2 separate regions of the Gossypium hirsutum genome follow, and region 1 is linked to region 2. A link is a contact called in public Hi-C data. All regions are on one chromosome and are shown on one strand. Each heading gives the region's core, a stretch centred on a gene start, on an enhancer-like site or on the middle of the called end of the contact. The rest is flanking DNA. Distances are from core to core; before and after follow the strand shown. Region 1 holds the start of LOC107948548 (probable polyamine transporter At3g13620). Region 2 holds the start of LOC107893937 (putative E3 ubiquitin-protein ligase LIN-1).

Region 1 (3,406 bases), core at 356-2,855, 940 kb after region 2:
AAAATTTTTATTGAATTTTGAGTTAATCAATTCGAGTTATTCGATTTTTTGAATAAACTTGAATAAAAAATTTAATTTTTCGAATAAACTTGAATAAGTAATTCAGTTTTTTGAGTTTGAGTCGAGTTGAATTTTACAATTTGAATATTTTGAATAACAAATGGATGTAAATAACCCTTAAGTCCCTGACTGATTTGAAAAAGTGCAAATTGGTCCCTCTAAAAGAATTACAAAAAAATCAAATCAATCTTCAAGGGTTAATAATTTATATAATAAATTTATAAAATACTTTTTTTCCCAAAATTTTATAATATATTTAAAAATTAAAATTTATTTAAAATATATAAACACAAAATTATATCTTTTTAAAATTTCAAAATGATATATTTGAGTCCTTAAACAAGAAAATAAATTATCAAATCAAATTTACCATTCCAATTATCTTGACATTTTATTTTATTTTAAAATAGTTTTAAAATATATATGATATTTATGTTATTTAACTTGAAATTTAGTCATATTATTAATAAGAGTTCAATATGGCCAGTTTATATTTTTAAATTTAACCCTAACAAATTTGTTTGGCTGGATTCAACTCGAATATCATTTCACTTGAGTTGGCTTGAAAAAATTTCAAATCAAGATAGGATGATAAAATAGAACTCGCCAACTCCCCTAACTCGAAATTTTTTCACTCGATTCGATCGAGCACTCACCCATAATTATATTATTGAATTTTTCATTTTAAGTATTTTTATTATTTATGAAATTTATATAAGAATTTAATTTCACTAAAATATTTTTTTCTATATATCATAATTATAAATAAGAATTCTAATTTTATTAAAATACTTCTGTTAAAAGAACTTATATAATAATAATAATAATAATAATAATAAGCTATTACGTTTCTATTACCAAAAAGAAGTTGACAAGAAAAAAAAAGTTATTTTAGTTTTAACTAGCAAATTGTAATTCTTTATATAATACTTTTTTTTTAATTTTATATATGGACTTTTGCAAACATTACGTTTTATATTAATTATATGTTATGTATGAACTCAATTTATTAGAGAGTTTACTTTACAATATATCAAATTTTTATAATCAGTAGAAATGTTTTAATAATGATTAACATTTTTTATTAGTACTATATTTAAAATTAAAATAGTTTATTTATGTTTATTATTTTGAATAGTGTTGTTTTAGATTAATTACTTGAAATAATATTATAATATATACTGAATTTTAATTATGATTTGAATTTTTTTAATATCATAAAAAAATTATTGATTAATAATATATCGATTTTTTAATATGATATAAATTTTTAATTATTATTTTAATTTTTTTAATATTTGAATTGATAAATAAGTTAATATATTTTAACTATGATTCGAATTACAAATTAAAAAATATATAATTAAAAGTAAAATTTCTTAAGAATTAATTAAAAAATATGTTGATATAATTTAATTATGTTGATTTAAAAAATTAATTAAAAATTAAATTGGTAAATTTTCTTAAGAGTAGAAACTAAATTTTATGAAAGATTGACTATATCTAAAAACTGCTTGTCACTCGAATATTACTTTGCCCAAGTATGCAGTTCGATTGAATTGACAACCATATATAGCTGATAACGCGTGGGCCTAACTCCAATAATTATGGAGAAAGCCACTTGCAAGAGCTGTCTGCTGAGTTTTCACAGTTGCAGAGTGGATGGTTTAAAAATAGCTGCATCTGATGTTCAAATGGAGGAGTGAATTTACTTGCAAAATCGAGCCAACATTCAAGGGCTTTTGAGCATTCCAATTCCTAAAGTAAGTGCAAGCGATCCTGATGGGAGACTCCAATTACTCCCAGCAGCTCTTAGACCACCAGGAAACTCTTCCGACCACCAAGGCTGCCAGTGCCAGTCAAAACCACAAAAAGCTATCTATCATCCCCTTCATCTTCCTCATCTACTTCGAGGTCTCCGGGGGAGCATATGGTGCAGAGGCAGCAGTAGGTGCCGCTGGGCCCCTTTGTTCCATATTGGGGTTCCTCATTTTCCCTTTCCTATGGAGCATACCTGAGGCATTGATCACAGCTGAGCTTGCCACCACCTTCCCCGGTAACGGCGGCTACGTCATCTGGGCTCACCAGGCTTTTGGGCCATTCTGGGGTTCACTTATTGGTTCCTGGAAATTCCTCAGTGGGGTCATCAACCTCGCTTCATGCTCAGTTCTTTGTATCGAGTATATTAAGTTAGTTCTCCCACTTTTCTCTTGTGGGGCATCACGATACTTTGCAGTAGTGTCATTAGCTTTGGTTTTATCTTTCTTAAACTACACAGGCTTGGTTGTAGTTGGTTACACTGCAATACTTTTAGGTATTTTTTCACTTGTACCATTCATATTGTTGGCTTTGATTTCAATTCCCAATATTGATCCAAGTAGATGGATCAGTTTGAATGAGGACCGAGTTAAAACCGATTGGTCATTGTTTTTCAATACCCTTTTTTGGAACCTGAATTTCTGGGACAATGCCAGTTCTTTAGCAGGTGAAGTGGATCGACCCCAAAAGACATTCCCTAAAGCTCTTTTCTCAGCCGGGCTGCTCACTTGTTTAGCTTACCTGGTGCCACTTTTAGCCGCTACTGGGGCTATACCACTAAAGCAAGAAAATTGGGTTAATGGCTATTTTGCTGATGTAGCCCAACTCATTGCAGGCAAGTCGTTAATGATCTTCCTTGAAATTGGTGCAGTTTTATCAAGTATTGGATTCTATGAAGCACAACTCACTAGTTGCGCATACCAGCTTCTTGGAATGGCTGATTTAGGGGTTTTGCCTCAATGTTTCTCGGTGAGATCCAAGTGGTTTAACACACCTTGGTTAGGGATTTTGGTCTCAACTTTGATAACTGTAGCAGTTTCTTCTATGAACTTTGCAGACTTAATTTCTTCAATTAATTTCTTGTATAGCTTAGCGATGTTACTAGAATTTGCATCTTTCCTTTGGTTGAGGAGAAAATTGCCAATGATGGAAAGGCCTTTTAGAGTGCCATTGGAGTTGCCTGGTTTGATTATGATGTGCTTGATTCCTTCTGGATTTTTGGTCTATATTATGTCGCTGGCTAATGGAACTGTGCTTTTGGTGAGTTCTGTAGTGAGCGCTCTTACCATTTTATGGTACTTTATGACGAACCATTTCTGCAAGTCCAACATGTGGAACCACTTTAATAATGTTGGACCAAAATTGATGGATCAGGATTTGGACTAGACTGGCTGATTAAGATTGCTGTTAATTAGTTTGAAAAGTAATTACCTATCTGAATTTGATAAATCATTGCAGCTAACAGTGGCAAAATGTGAGTTGAAATTGTTAAAAATTTTGTTGGCTTCGTTTATTCATGAGTTTATTT
Region 2 (3,696 bases), core at 348-2,847:
ATCGCGTAAGTCCTTAAAGCGAAATATTTTCCAAATGAGAAATTTTTAAATTCTCGATTGGGGAACAATAGCTCGTATACATAGAAAAGTATATGGGCGGCAGAAGGAATTTTGGGGGAGGGACTTTGCTGGAAGGTGGGTAGGGGCATGGATATCTCGGTTCTTCATGATGCGTGGATTCCGGATAAAAGAAATTATAGATTACCGTCAATTGTTAATAATTTATGTGATTTTAAAGTTGCTGAGCTTATTGATGTTCATAATAGAAGCTGGAAATGAGAGAAGATTGTCAATACCTTTCCTCACAAAGTAGCTGAGAAGATTCTGCATATTCCTCTGGTGAAAGCTCCTCATGATGATTTCCTGGCTTGGAGTGGTGAACTCTCGGGAGAATACTCTATCCGTAGTGCCTATAAACAAGGTTGGAAGATCCTAGTGCTTATGCTTTACAGACCGACTACAACAATTTCTATAAAAAACTATGGCTATCTACCCTCCAAAATTAAGATTACAGTTTGGAAAATCTCCTGGAATTATTTGCCTACACGAGCTAACATGCAATACAGAAAGCTAATTACTAATATGCAATCTGCCCTCGATGTGAATCAGCAGTGGAAACAATGGACCATCTCTTCTGGGAATGCCCTGTATCAATGACAATATGGATAGAACTATCATTCCAGAAGCTTCTATAGGAACCTAATATGGAATTTCTACAATGGCTAACCTGGGTGTTTGCCCAGAATAATATTTCCTTGTGTAGATTATTTTGTTGCGCGTTATAGGCAATCTGGGGAGAAAAAAACAATAGATTACATAAGAAAGTTAGTAGATCTGGGAAAGAAACTGCAAATTTTGTCCAGAGCTACATCAGTGAGGTAGATGGGAATGAAAAAGAAACACAAAAAATTACCCAGGACGTCAGTAAATGGAAACATCCACCTGATCAGATAGTGAAGATTGATTTTGACGCAGCATATGATAAAAGATCAGTCAAGCGGCTCCAGGGATAGTGGTTAGAAATAGTGGAGGAAAGGCCTTAATATCTTGCTCAGAGATTCATCACCAGATAGGCTCAGCTTTCACTGCAGAGGCACTCGCTTGTTGTAGAGCAGTCCAAATCGGGATGGAGATGAAATGGTCCAAGATCAATATTGAGGGTGATTCATTATCAATCATCAAGAAATGCAAGGAAAACAGAGAGGAAAAATCACATATCGGAGCATATATACATGACATCCAGCAAATAATGTTTAGATCTAGAAACTTAACGTTTGCATATATCCCAAGAGTAGCAAATATGTTAGCACATTTACAAGCCAAAGAATCAATGAAGAAAAGGGAGGAGATATACCTGGTGGATAGTGTTCCTAAATATGCCGAATTTCAGAGAGTAAATGATAGTGTGTGTGAACCGGATTGAAAATGGATAGAGAAGAAGAGAAAGAAAGGGAAGCTGTGAAAATGGGCAGATCAACAGACAAAGTGTTAAATGCCCCCTTTGGAATTGTGAAAACGTCTTGAAGAAGAAATGCCAGCCTAGCAGACAAGACGTGCAACAGGTTTTCTGATTGTGCAGAATAGGGGTTATAATTATGGTATTCTAGAATACTCTTAATTTAGTTTTTGAATTTCCTTTTGGGCCAAAGCTTAAGTGTTAGGCCTCTTTTTGTCTAGTTTATTTCTGTTTTGATTTGTTGGATATTACGTTTTATGGTCAAATAAGCCCAATCTGATTTTTGTCAAAAAAAAAAACAATCGGTGTTATATTAAATCAATATTAATTTTAATTTTAATTTTAAAATATAAATAAATATAATAAAAAATTAAAGCATAATATCAATAAAATAAATATGTAATGATTTTTTATTTTATTTTTTTCTATACGTATTAACACGTGAATTATTTAAAATACAAAAATTATATGTTTTACAAAAATTAACTAATTAATTTTGTTTAGTAATTTTAAAAATATGTAATTATTAATTTAATTGTAAGTTAAACTTTTAAATTATATATTTTCATTTTGGTATTAAAAATATTATGATATTTATATAAATATCTATTTTTTACTTTGTTATTAAGTTATACAAATTTGAGAATTTTTGTTATAAATTTACAATTACTTTTTATTATCATTTTTTATTTTTATGTTTTATATAATTTATTATTTTATGAAATAATGTTTTTATATTTTATTATAAATTATTTAGTACTCCTTTTATATTTATGTTATTAATTGCTTATAAAATATTGTTATTTACTGTTATGTTGTACATAAGTTGAAAATCAATTATAATTAGAGTTGTACATTGCCTGAGTCGAGTCTGTCCAAAAAAAATAAGAGAGTTTGGGTGAAAATATAAATTTAAAAAATGAGTTTGGACAAAAAAAAAGTTCATATAGAAAACGGGTTAGATCTCGGGTAATGTTTTTTTGGCCCCGAGTCCGACCCAACCTAAATTTTCAATAGAAAACCTTGCTGTTTTTGTTGTTATTTTCCCACTTTTTGCCACTATTTGTTATCATTTCACTATTATGTTGCTACTATTTTGTTGTTAATGTTTGGATATTGTATAACACTTACTTTATTGTTTATTTTGCTACTATTTTAGAGGCATTTACTTATTAAGCTCCACTTATCTTAGTGTTATTTAAATATAAACACTTTTTTAATTTATTTTCAATTTGTTGGGAAACATTTATTTTAATGTTTTAAGTATATTTGGTGTATTATATTTTTTAAATTTTTTTACATAAAATTGAAGTTAAAAAAATTAATACGGGTCAAGTCGGATTGGATCTAAATTTTAGCATTTTTATTCGGGCTGGGTTTAGACAAATATTTAAGCCCATTTTCTTGGTTAGACTAGACCAAAAGCTAACAATTGGACCTAAAATTTCATTAGGACCCGACTCAATTCATGAACAACTCTAAGTACAACTTAACATATTAGTAATTTTTTAAATTTAAAACATGCAACTTAACCAAATAATGTAATAAATATTATACAACAAAGCTTAAATTATAATTCCACTTAGATATAGTAAAAGTTATAATGCAATTAGTAATTTGATCTCCTGATATCAATCATGTACTATTATTGTATTTGTCTACAATTTTGTTAGCTACTATTAATATCATTACTATTTATATATAATTTATTATCAAGTTATTTATCATATGATACTATTTTTTTATAAAATTTATAAAATATTATTAATAAATTACACATCTTTCGACTATTTGAGAGATTTAAATTTAGTTATCAAACTATTAAAATTTATTAATTTGAGCACTACAATTAATAAAATAAAATTAGCAATTTAATAAGTGTTAGTATTATGCCATATATTAGGTAATATATAGTATTACCAATTCTTTAATGTATCACACAATATTTCTCACACTCTATTATAATTTTAAATCAAAAGAATAAAAAGCTTGATTACCATTTTTTTAATTATAATTATTTGTTTTGTTATTTTTATTAATAAATTACACAATTAACCATTCTACTATTTGAGAGTTTTGGACTCAATCACCCAACAATTAAAAATATAAATTTGGAAACTAACATTAATGACATACAAATTTTGGTAACCTAATTGTCAAAGACTAACAATTTGTTATACCTAAAAATATCAAGAGAAGATGCAAATTGGTATTTTAAAATTTCAACAAACTTTTCTACA

Evidence for each region. Hi-C and Micro-C count contacts between places; a contact is called where the count stands out from the background.
Region 1: a Hi-C map of leaf shows a contact between it and region 2, with 2.2 times the contacts expected there. The contact joins the promoter of LOC107948548 here to the promoter of LOC107893937 in region 2. A contact is called at or near these places in 2 of 34 Hi-C or Micro-C datasets (both in leaf).

Annotation. Positions count from the first base shown.
Region 1 is chrA06:42,471,019-42,474,424 of Gossypium_hirsutum_v2.1, forward strand. It overlaps LOC107948548 (probable polyamine transporter At3g13620), which reads left to right and starts at 1,606. Exons shown (of 1, transcript XM_016883136.2): 1 at 1,606-3,406. The coding sequence starts at 1,843. The coding sequence ends at 3,264.
Region 2 is chrA06:41,528,650-41,532,345 of Gossypium_hirsutum_v2.1, forward strand. It overlaps LOC107893937 (putative E3 ubiquitin-protein ligase LIN-1), which reads right to left and starts at 1,598. Exons shown (of 12, transcript XM_041115868.1): 1 at 1,355-1,598; 2 at 943-1,100; 3 at 728-790; 4 at 297-645.